2 separate regions of the Gossypium hirsutum genome follow, and region 2 is linked to region 1. Evidence: chromatin contacts called from public Hi-C data. All regions are on one chromosome and are shown on one strand. The core of a region is the stretch at or near the end of the contact, and the rest is flanking DNA. Distances in the headings are between cores, read along the strand shown.

What was found. A called contact is a pair of places that touch in the nucleus more often than the background predicts.
Region 2: a contact with region 1 is called in a Hi-C map of leaf, with 2.4 times the contacts expected there. The contact joins the promoter of LOC107926868 here to the promoter of LOC107926884 in region 1. A contact is called at or near these places in 15 of 34 Hi-C or Micro-C datasets (anther, callus, fibers and 3 more).

What each region holds. Positions count from the first base shown.
Region 1 is chrA08:94,818,226-94,820,925 of Gossypium_hirsutum_v2.1, reverse strand. It overlaps LOC107926884, which reads left to right and starts at 1,401. Exons shown (of 1, transcript XM_016857821.2): 1 at 1,401-2,012. The coding sequence starts at 1,401. The coding sequence ends at 2,012.
Region 2 is chrA08:94,951,631-94,954,330 of Gossypium_hirsutum_v2.1, reverse strand. It overlaps LOC107926868 (universal stress protein A-like protein), which reads left to right and starts at 1,265. Exons shown (of 5, transcript XM_016857806.2): 1 at 1,265-1,390; 2 at 2,450-2,666. The coding sequence starts at 2,483. It also overlaps the pseudogene LOC107926877.

The sequences.
Region 1 (2,700 bases), core at 152-2,651:
TTCTAAACCCAACATGTAGGCATAAATTTTATTTTGTTGGTAATGGTGCTTTTAAGAAAAAGTTCACCCTAGCATTTTAACTAGAATAAGTAATTATGTTAACTATTTGTATTAAAAAATGATATTGCAAAAGTAGAGAGATCAAACTATTTTAAATTAAGGTATATGGACTCAAGGACAATGCCATAAAACTGAATTGGGACCCATAAATGAATTATTGATTTTTTATGTCAAAGTATGATTTTAACATTATATTAATTTATATTTTTATAAATTTTGAAGGTATTAAATGATAGATTTATTATTTTGAGAGAGAGCCAAACTCTTTACATGCCCTTGAACTAAACCCTAATTTAGAACTAAAATTAGAATTTACTAGTTGCTTGAATCACAAGTGGAATGATAAATTATCTAGGTTTAAATTTCTAGGTCAAATTCTTCTATTAGAACTTGCACTTTACATAAGTTGTGGATTTAACATCTATACTTTAATTTGGTCATTTTCAGTTCTTATACTTTTAGAATTTAAAAATTTTATTCATGAGCAATGGTAACTATTTAATTCATTAAGTTAAATTATGTTATTTTCAAAATTTGATGCGTTAAATATATTATCGCATGTATAATGTTATGTTAGCTTGTTATTTTCATATATTACTCATGAAAATTTAGTTAATAGATTTAACGATTGTCGTTTGCATTAGGACTAAAATTTTAAAATTAAAAAAATATAGCAACTAAGAATGATACATTTCGAGAACATAAATTAAATCTATAACTGTACGCATAATAAATGACTAACAGTATAATTTAACCAAATAGATTTAGCTGCTACTATTTGGTCAATACTAATTTTAAAATTCGAAAAGTATAAAGATAAAAATTGATCATATTAAAATACATAAACTAAATCCATAACTTACACAAATACAATTCTAATAGCAAAATTTAACCAAATTTCAATCTCTTATATATGTATATATATACAAATGTAAATATTTATTAATTTATATATAAACTAGAAATTGACCTAACATAAAGCATTAAATTGGCCAAAACAGTTATGGTTCAACCATTTGTTTGACTTCATTTTTGATCAAGCAAGGTGCAGTAGAACCTACACCGGAGGCCCCACATGTCTATGGCATTTACCACCGTTGGATTAATCCATCAGATGATGACTGATGTTGATGAAAATGGCCTAAAAGCCAACGACCCTAGTTTTCATGATACTAATAAAGTCCACCACAAAATCATTCACAATATTTGTAGCAGTTTAACTAACAAATCCTACAACTTGAAGACCCCTCTCCAAGTTCCTACATAAAATGCTTTCATAATTAAACTCCTTTCAATTCATATGACTGAAAATCCCTTTTCTTTCATATAACTATCCTATCATGGGTAACTATATTAGCACTGCCACATGCTTTCCATCTGATTCTACAGGGAAAGTAATTCTCTGGGACGGCACGGTTCAGGAGTTCGGCGGGATCGTGGAAGCTGCAGAGCTGATGGTGGAGCATCCGCAGCAAGTGGTCGTGGAGTTCAACGCTGGAGTTCATCAAAAGAGGCTAATCCCATTGCCGGCGGACCATAAACTCGACGTAAAAAAGCTTTACATAATGCTACCTATGAAACGTGGGCAGCCGATCGCGTTGTCGTCGGAGGAAGCTTGTCGTGTACTGTCGAGCGCGAATTCGGTGTCGAGATCAAAGTCGATCTTATCGTCGTCCCCGAAGTGTGTTCCTTTGTTTGCGAGGATTTGCACTGCGGATTATCGTGTACTCGAAGGGATGGGACAAAAGTTGCAGTTGCAGAAGAAGGAAAGTGCCGGCGGTGAGAGGCCGGAGGAGAGTGGATATTTGACGGAGTTGTTTCCAGAGAGTTGGGAAAATCCGCCGGTGTATTTGAATAGGCAATTTTCAGGCAAGGGATGGAAACCCAGCTTGGATACTATAAAGGAGAAGAAGGTTGAGAGAGAGTTTAAAATCCCACATTGGTTGTTTTAGGTTTTTTGGAGTCATTTTTATGGGATTCATGCTGATTAAGCCTACTAATATTTATCTTGAAAAGTCAAACCCAAGTCACCTCTTTAGGAATACATAATGCCTTAGCGGTTGTTTTAGTTTTAAAAACCTAATTAATATTATAGGTTAATGCTGTAGTTTATATTCATCTAATCACATTATCAATAAACCAATGTGTAATTTAAAATAAATAAAATTATTATATTTTTAATAAAAATGCATATCTTTTAATGCATCAAATATTAATTTAATTTGTGAAGAATGCAAATGCATGGTAATAGTGGGAAGAATTTATAATGTTAATTGGTTAGGGGTTTTTTACTTCTTTGTGCAAATTATGTTCAAATTATTACAGGGGAAGCTTTTGCGTTTGGCCAATAAATTACAATGGGCACAAAAGATGACTTTATTTTATTTTAATTTAGTTGATTTTACTTTATAGTAATAATATTATTATTATTATTATTATTTAAATTAAATTTGATAAATAAGTGGTTAGGTGTATTGGTAAAACATATTTTATTTTCAAGATAAAAATTTAGGTTCAAACTTTAGAGGTAATTTTACTGAAAAAAGTAATCATGAATCTCTCAAACGGACATGAAATATATGTTTAGGTTAAAAATATTAGAATATAAATATATTTAAAATATTGAACTTCAGTCTATTT
Region 2 (2,700 bases), core at 16-2,515, 130 kb before region 1:
ATGATGAGGCAAAAGAAGGTTTTCTCTTGATAGCACACAACGAAGTCAACACCAATAACAACATGGTGTGGTACCTTGACACGGGTGCAAGCAACCATATGTGTCGTTTGGAGATGTGTCAAAAGTTGAGGTAAAAGGCCAAGGTACCATTTGTTATTTACAAAAAGATGGGTTAGTTGGGTCTATCCAAGATGTTTATTATGTACCAGACCTCAAGAGCAACATTTTGAGTATGGGGCAACTCATGAAAAAGGGTTATGCGGTACTTATGAGAGACCGGGTGTTACACTTGAAAGATGAGCAAGGGCATTTGGTCGCTCGAGTTGAAATGGGGAGAAATCGCATGTACAAGTTGAATTTGAGAAGCGTTCGAGGAAAATGTTTGCAAGTCGACATAAAAGATAAGGTGTCGCTGTGGCATCTCCGTTTTGGTCACCTACATTATGGTGGTCTAAACGAGTTGGCGAAGAAGAACATGGTGCACGGGCTACCGGACATGGACTACGAGAAATTTTTTTTATGAAGAATGTGTGCTCGGAAAGCATGCGAGAACTTCGTTTAAAAGAAGGTAGAATATCGGGCTAAACAACCTCTCGAATTGATTCATGCCGACATATGTGGACCAATAACCCCCAAATCTTTTAGCGGTAAAAGGTATTTCATTTCCTTTATCGATGATATCTTACGAAAAACTTGGGTTTATTTTTTGAAAGAAAAATCTGAGGCGTTCGAGGTGTTTAAAAAGTTCAAAGTGATGGTAGAAAAGGCAACCGGTAGACACATCAAATCTGTACGATCCAATAGAGGTGGCGAGTATGGTTCGACGGCTTTCATGGAGTATTGTGAGGAAAAAGGCATAAGACGATTCCTAACCGCACCGTACTCTCCCCTACAAAACGGTGTGGCAGAGAGGAAGAACCGGACTATTCTCGATATGGTTCGGTCAATGCTCAAGAGCAAGAAGATATAAATAGTTTGTAAGCATTTGATATAATTTAGAGAGAAAAAGCAAGAAAATTCAGAAGTTAAAGGAAAAAAAGTTTTTTTTTCTATCTTGAGCAATTTGTCATATATTACTTGTTGGTCTTAGAAAGCTAATCCCAAATGCTGTTTATTTGTACTGCTTATAGTTGTTTGAGTTATGCTCTGACATGTTAATACGCCTTTCATAATCAAAGATTATACGAAGTTTCTTACTGCTTAAAAATTCTTGTTTTGTAGAGGGATATAGTGAAGCTCAGTTGAAAGAATGTTTAGAGGAATACGCCGCCTTAAATGTATGGCAGATACATGCTCACACCTTTGATATTCGATTCATCGATGCCTGAAAGTTCCTCCGAACACACAACATTCAACCGCTACATCCGTCAGCGCACCTAAAACCAAAAAGGTAAAAATGAGTGGCAAATCTCATAATCACATCCCTTTCTTAACTTGGATTTTCTTAAAAGTGTCGGGGGTGTTTAGCCGGTTTGTGCTAGGAAATCACTTCCCTTTCTAGTTTCTGTGGTCTCACAAAAAATGAAGTAGCACTCGCGACTATGTTTAGGTCACGTCTAAAAGAAGAAAAATCTTCAAGAGTTTTGATATTTAGGCCTTAGTTTTTGAATCTCATACACAGATATTTAATTGATTTTTAAAGTCGGCTTTTCTTGACTTTTTTCTCAACTTGCACACCTAATAGTAACTGATTTAGTTTTTGACCATAAAAGTACAAAAAAGACACCTATCTTTCTTCCAGCCAATCACGACCTTAGACTGAATTGGGATTTAAATATTCTTTGTATATCACATCCTTAACGAGGTCATGAAAAGTATTATCTTGTATCGGTTTATGGTTATATAATGCCACTAAATAAGACATTTATTTCGAGTTGAGATGAACACTTTTGGCAAATGGGTTCAATGTTAGGTTCTTTTCATAATGTATTATTATATAGTCAAATGTAATTTCATTATTCATTATTTATAATGTATTATTGTTATTTTATTGATTATTCAAATATAAATTCATATAGTAATGATGGAAAAAAAACCCAGTTAATTGCGGATGCTGGTATTGATTTGGCAATAGCTAGTTGATTCTATATTCAGTCAAAATTACAGATCTTCATCCCCACTTGACTGTTAGTAACATTACATACGTCATTTTTTTAATATTTTATTTCTGATCTTAATTATCCAGTCTGACATAATAAAAAGAAAAATAAATTATCCAGATCAAAACACAAAATATCCATACATTCCCCCACAATACGACGGCTTTCGCTTAAAAAACCAGGACCAAAGTAACAAAAATATAACACAACACCATGGAACTCAAAAAAACAGGTTAGGTTACTAGAAAAACCACGGCAACTACTGCCCTTAAATGTTTTGAGCTTCCCCCTTCGCTTTCTTATCTACACGTTTAAGGCCTATAATATCTCAGACCCTCCTTATATTACAGTGTTAAAAATCAAACAAAACACAACCCATAGCAATGGAAGCAGTGAACCTCAAGAAAAAGCAGTGCAAAATTGTCGTGGCAGTAGATGAGAGTGCTGAGAGCATGTATGCACTTTCATGGTGCCTTTCTAATTTGATGTCTCAAGCCACAATCAATACCATTGTTCTTCTTTATGTCAAGCCTCCGCCTCCTGTCTACTCTTCCTTGGATGTTGCAGGTTAGCTATGGTTATTTTCTTTATTTTCAAAAAC